Regions from separate parts of the Mus musculus genome. Here region 2 is linked to region 1. The links are chromatin contacts, called in public Hi-C maps. All regions are on one chromosome and are shown on one strand. Each heading gives the region's core, a stretch centred on a gene start, on an enhancer-like site or on the middle of the called end of the contact. The rest is flanking DNA. Distances are from core to core; before and after follow the strand shown. Region 1 overlaps Iqca (IQ motif containing with AAA domain). Region 2 holds the start of 2700003A03Rik (a long non-coding RNA gene).

The links. A called contact is a pair of places that touch in the nucleus more often than the background predicts.
Region 2: a Hi-C map of cerebral cortex shows a contact between it and region 1, with 3 times the contacts expected there. The contact joins the promoter of 2700003A03Rik here to the enhancer-like site in region 1. A contact is called at or near these places in 2 of 15 datasets of contacts at CTCF or cohesin (both in embryonic stem cells), 34 of 484 Hi-C or Micro-C datasets (the NIH/3T3 cell line, adipose-derived mesenchymal stem cells, cerebral cortex and 11 more), 5 of 115 datasets of contacts at active chromatin or transcription factors (cardiomyocytes, embryonic basal ganglia, embryonic stem cells and 2 more) and 1 of 9 other capture datasets (embryonic stem cells).

Annotation. Positions count from the first base shown.
Region 1 is chr1:90,053,516-90,056,575 of GRCm38.p6, forward strand. The region is part of intron 15 of Iqca (IQ motif containing with AAA domain); the gene reads right to left. Among named protein-coding and RNA genes, the nearest start is that of Asb18, 40 kb to the left of the region's middle. Within about 2 kb of position 1,691, at least 12 of the 459 cell types and tissues checked have an H3K27ac peak or open chromatin away from gene starts, as enhancers often do. A contact at or near this core is called in cerebral cortex, where this site is marked.
Region 2 is chr1:90,271,187-90,274,540 of GRCm38.p6, forward strand. 2700003A03Rik (a long non-coding RNA gene) reads left to right here and starts at 1,686. Exons shown (of 4, transcript XR_003947931.1): 1 at 1,686-2,719.

The DNA.
Region 1 (3,060 bases), core at 441-2,940:
CTGTAACTGAGGGTGGTCCAGCAAGGAGCAGTGGGGCCACTTTGTGCCAGGCACAGGGCACAGGCACTGTACATGCCAGAGCCAGCGTGCATGTGATGCAGCCACCCCTCGTAGGGGCCTCTCTGGGTTTCAGATGCCTGTGATCTCCTCAACTCAGTCCCACAGAGTGTGCCCCATTAACCCCCTCCCCCATTTATAGACGGGGGTCACTGAGGGCCAGAAGTGATCTGAGCTACACAGCTCCAAAATGGCAGAGGCAGGACGGAGGCCACCACGGTGTGGGAAGCAGGGGCGAGCTGCTTGTTGTGGTTCCCTGTCTGTTCTACACAGAACTGGACAGTTCCCGAATCTCTGTCTCAGGGGAGGACCAGGGCTCTGGAGGTGAATGCACGGAGGATGAGGACCCAAACACTCTCTGCTGCTACGAGCCTAGCTCTCTTTCTTCATGGTTCTTCTACTGAGCCCTACCCCAAACCACTGTGACCTCTGAATTTGGGGCAACCTTCATGAGGGGTGCTTTGTTTTGGCTTAGCCTCCTGTGGTATATTTTTGGCACTAGAATTCGAAGAGACATTTTTTTCCCTTTCCCAGATTTTGATTGCCAGAGAAAAAGAGAACAAAAAGTTCAGTCAAGGAGCTGGGGGAGATGGCTCGGTTAACAAAGGCGTGCTACGCAAGCATGAGGACCTGAGCGTGGATCCCCAGCCCTAGGTAAGAAGCCAGTACAATGAGTGGTATATGTGTCCCAGTGCTGGGAGCTAGACACGGAAGGATCCCTAGGGCTTGCTGCCAGCCAAAGCAGGCAGATCCGGTTCCAGTGAGAGAACTTGTCTTGAAAAAGTAAGGTGGTGAATGATTGAGGAAGACAAATAATACTGACCTCTGGCTCCACACACATGCACAGGTAATTACATTCACACACAGAGACACACAGACACAGACACAGATACACACACACACACACATACACATGCACAGGTACAGGCATAAGTTCATACATGCACACACATACATGCACATGCACTTGTGCACGTACACACATGTGTGCACATGCATAGGCATAGGCACAGGAACATGCACATGCACACACATACACATGCCACACACACCCATGCACACACAGCCCTTCAGATTGTGCTAGTAACAGATTAAAACAGCCGTGTCTGGCCTGGCCCTTCTCATGCCTCACCCTTCTTTCCAAATCCCACGCCCGCCACTGCCATCCTCTGGAACTCTGATGTATCTTCGCACGGCTGCTAGTGGAGGTGAGGCTGCCTGGTGGGGGGCTGGAAAAAAGTCTCAACCCACTCAATCTGAGGAGTGACCATCACAAACCAGCCACTTGCCTTGCAGCTGCCACCCTTGGGGCAGATACATGCCACAGGATGAAGGGACACCCTCTCTGCTTCTCTCTCCCTCATCTATATCTTTTATTTAATGAAATCAGCACCCAGAGATGTCAGAGCAGCTTAGATGACTCTCCACCTTCAGTATTCTATGGGTCTCTAGGGGAGGCAGCACACACACTGCAGAGAGAGCGGCTGGAGCCAGCCATCCTCCTCCAGACCTGCAGTGTGGAATATGTCATGTTTGGGCGCCAACTCTTTGCTGGGTGGTGAGGACTCAGAGAGAGGCGCAGAAACAGTACAGGGTGTAGGCTCCCTGTGAACAGTGCCAGTCCTGGCTGGGAAGCCATGAGAAAGGACGGTTAGAAGGAGACAGTATCAGGGAATGCTGGCTGCCAACTGGTGCTTAGAATTTAACTCCTGCCATGTGTGCCTGTGATAATCTGTGGGAGGTACACTAGGGAGCAAGAGGAGCCAGAATACTGCAGCCTCCTCTCCCCACAGCATTCTCCCTTTCCTTGGGTTGACACTGGAGACTCTAGACCAGTGGCTTTCAACCTGTGGGTCATGACCCCTCTGGGGGGGGGGTGTTACACTACCCTTTCCCAGGGGCCTCCTATGACCATGAGAAAACATAGACATTTACATTATGATTCATGACGGTAGCGAAATTAAATGACAGCTATGAAATAGCAACAAAAGTAACTGTATGGTTAGGGGTCACCACAACATGAGGAACTGTATTAAAGGGCCACAGCATTGGGAAGGTTGAGAGTCACTGCTCTAGATAGTGATGCCCTGGCTGAGAAATGACACTTAAGTGCCTGGGCACCATCTGGCATCAGAGCTTTTAAATTTTAAAAGTTATGATTACAGGTGGTTATTTGAGGCTATTTTCATACATATGTAAAATACATATCTATAGTTTGAGCAGATTACTCCATACTTCTGCCCCTCCCATCATTCCCGCCTTTCCCCCCATGACTCCCCCCTCCCCATAACTTCTCCCCTCACTTCCTGTCTACTTTCATTGTCCTCTCTTCTTGCAGCCTAGCAGAAAGGTGATTGAGAAATAATCACCTTGCTCCTGGGAGAATGAATCTCTTGGTCCTGGGAGCATGAATTCTCCTGTCCTTTCTGTGGGGAAGCTGGGAGGTGGTCACAGGCCTTCCTGTGCAGTGCTGGGCAGAGAGGAGAGGCCTGGATCACTAGGCGGTGAGGCAGGATTAGAGGAACGGAGGCTGCTTTTCATGGTGGGTGAAGACATGGGGGCGAGAGGGAGTTGCTTTCTCAGTTTTGGCCTGGATTTAGGAATGAAAATTATGTTCTCTTCCTTCCTTTAGAGGCTGGGGGCAGAGAAGTTCTGAGGCACTGTGTGGAGTGGCTGGACCATAAAGATCAGTAATGTAGGGGCCAGTTTCTAGGAGCTAGGACCTCAAGGATCTGGGAAAGCAGGAGAGGGCAGCTATGAATCTGCAGGTGGTTCAAGGACAGCAGAGGGTGTCTCATAACTGTAGGGTGGTAGGGACAAGGGAGATGAAGACTGTAGGCACAGATGGAAGCAGACAGAGCTTTGAGGTTCCCAGACAGAAGGAGAAAATACCTGTGCTGCTCTGAGTGGGAGCCAGGCTCTTGGGCACTGGGAATGACACATAGTGCAAAGGTTTTTTAGGGTGGTCGCAAAGGGGCCAGAGGCTGGAGCCATGTGATGGAA
Region 2 (3,354 bases), core at 436-2,935, 220 kb after region 1:
ACATAGCCCACTGATCCAAATCCTACGTGTTCATGGAGAGGTCTAGGGGGAAAACCTGAGGAATGAGCTGAGGTAGGGTGTGTTTCGAGGCATCCAGTTCAGTCCTCATCAGTGACCTCAGCCATCTCAAATAACACCAATGTACAGGGTGGGGGTGTGTGTGGAGAGGCCCTGGACAGACTTCGGGGGAGGGGAATCATCTCACTAGGCCCCAAGAGCAGAATGTCAGAGGGTACTGGGTGTGGAAGGCATGGTGCTTCCTCCTATGGATCACCAAGGCCCACCGTGTCCACTGGGAACCAGAATCAGATGTTCTGTAGACTCAGACCATATGTTGCCACACCCTGAGCCAGCCCACAGTTCTGGCTGAGTTGCAGCCCGGGTGAGCAGTCTCAAGGCTGGCTCTCACAGTTTTAAGAACCTACTTGGCATTAGCCAACAATGTATATGGGGGCTTCTAGACACCAACTATCCATTGCATTTTATCCAAACATTTGGTTCTTTTATCTTGGCCCCTTTGTGCCAGATGCACTTAGAGGAAGCCATTCTTTGCAGGTGGAAAGAACATTGTGTGACTTCTATTTTCCGGCTGTCTGCTACACCAAGCCTTGGCTCTGAAGGGAATTATACAGGACTTGTCCTTTGGTCGTCCAACCCCGTACACAGGTCTCCCTCCACCCCTCCATGTCAAGGGAGTGAGCACCCTCTATAGTTGAATCCTCACCATGTCAAAGTTTGAATTACTCACTGGAGGAGAACACCAGCTCTTTCTTGTTTTAAAATCTCCCCTCTGCCTTCAGTGGCTCCACAGAGAGAATCTAGCAGATAGTTTAGGGAAAGGTAGCAGATTCATGGACTCACCAAAGGGTGGAACCTCCATTAAAGGTGACCCAGTGAGACATCTGTCCCAGTGGGTCTCAGCCAGGGGTGACTGTCTCCACACATCTCCTAGTTGATTCCAGTTCTGATCAAGTGGACAGCCAATTCTAACCTTCACCTTAGAACATAGCTAAAAAGCCTATTATACAGAAAGATGAGGTCGTGCATTTAGTGAGGAGGGTAATGTTATCAGAGGGGAGGGGGCTGAGAACTTCAAGGGACAGAGGCCCATGTCTGCAAGAGGTCTACTTTGAGGCTTGCTGTTCAGTATGGTGACTGTAGCCCACGATAATGTCCATGACAATGTGAACATAGCAGTAACCATGAGTGGGGCTGGGGAGAAGCTTGGTGGTTAAAAGCACTGTCTGAAGAGTCACGAGGACTGGTGTTTGGCCCCTAACACCTGCATGGCCAGCTGGGCATCCAACACTTGTTTGTAACCCAGCTTTTTGAGGGGATGGAGACAAGATCTCTGTCTTTCAGACACTGGAAGAAAATGTAAATTCCAGGTCCCAAAAGAGACTTTGTCTCAAGGGACTAGGTGCAGAGTGATGAAGGAGGACAGCCAGCGCCCTCTTCTGGCCACCACGGGAACATGCACACACGTATCTGTGCACACACCCGGAGAGATTCAGGCACACACAGATACATAAACATTAAAACAGATTGTCTATCACCAACAAGTGCTAGGCCAGGTGTGATGGGTGTGTTAAAGCAGTTGCCACATCACTGCATGGTACCCATAAGGAGAAACAGCCCTTTGCGGTCTATAAATATATAGTCACAATATGTCAACCACAAGTAGCATTAACGGTACAAAAATCACACATGATTCTCTCATCATTCGTGTCCATACTAATCACATGTGGAAATACTACTTTGGATATGAAGGATAAAGCACTCCTTCAGAGTCTACACTCTGCTACTTCTGTCTCCAGCCTCCTGCTGGTTCCTGTTCTGGGGCTAGTTAATTCCCTGGCCTCCAGACATTCACACTGTGCTGGGAGCATGGTTTTAGGCGCTCCTCATGGTCAGCGGGCATTGGGGTCCTGCCAGGGAGACAGAGGAGCAGAGCCAGGCGTGAATCTCCTGGATCCTGGGAAGAGCTTATGCTGAGGCATGTGGAGGGATGAATGAGCTCTTGGGGACTGTCATTACCAGCTCTCCGAGAAACTGGATTGCCTGCAATAAAAATCTCCAACATCCTGCTTCAGGGCTGGGGTCTCATGGGGAGCTCTTGACACGGTGCCCAAACCACAGCCTTAATCACCGAGGCACGTGGCTCACACTTGCATGGATGTGTGGACGTGGGCCTCTCTTCGGGCTGGAAACTCGGAGCAGCTTCGCTCTGGAGAAACGGATCTCTCGCTCTCTTTCCTCCACCCACATGTCAGCAAAGGCTTTACTTAAGCAAATGCCACCTGCCCCAGCCCGGACACTTGTCTGCACCACAGAGGCCCGTGCTGAGTGCCAGCAACTCAGGCCTGTTTTCTCTGAGGGGGCCGGACCCTGGAATGTTGACACCCCGTGGTTGTTGCTGTAATGATAATGCTCTACATTAATAACACACCTCTCAGCCAGATGGGTTCCTGAGTGCCCTACAGGCTGTGACAAGTAACCATCCTGAGTTCCAACAATTTACTGTGCCCACCAGGGCTCATGGCTCCTGGATGAGTCACAGGCTTTTGTCCACATGCAGAAATGAGGCTGGATTGGCCAAGGGGAGAGCAAAGCAAAGGAACTGACCAAGGCCTGACTGGGAGGATGTGAGGACCATGGTCACTGTGCCATCAAGGACCAGAGTAATGAGCCAGAAGCAGTGGTAAGGAGTAGGGGACAGGTCAGTGAAAAGATCCTGTCTAATAATTTAAAACTGCAAAGCCATGCAGGACTCTAACTTAGAAACAGAAAGAAGTCAGATGTAGAGGGCCATGCCTGTAATTCTGGCACTGGGGAGGCTTTAGCAGGAGGACTGCCACAAGTTGAAGGCTATCTTGAATTAGATAAAGTTCTAGGCCAGCCTGGGCTATAGAATGAGAACTTGAGATCTTAAACTCTTGTCCCCTCTGCCCCCAAATAAAAGGGAAGAAAAGAATGGAAGGGAGGGAGGGAGGGAGGGAGGGAGGGAGGGAGGGAGGGAGGAAAGAGACAAGGACAAGAAGAAGGAAGTGAAGGAGAGAGGTTTCTAGTCTGAGGGCAGAAACCACAAGTCTGAGGGCAGAGACTACAAGTCTGAGGGCAGAGGCTACAAGTCTAAGGGCAGAAGCTACAAGTCTGAGGGCAAAAGCTGCAAGGGCCAGAGCTGGTTCCAAGGTTCAGCCCTGGGATCTGATGACAATGGGATGGGGCCCCTCATGTTTTGGGGAATTAAACCCTTGGGAATCCATCAACCCTTTGGTACTTTGAGCTTCTGGATCCAAGCTTGCTTGAGTGAAGCTGAACCACAGGATAGATGCAGCCTGGGAAGATAGAAAG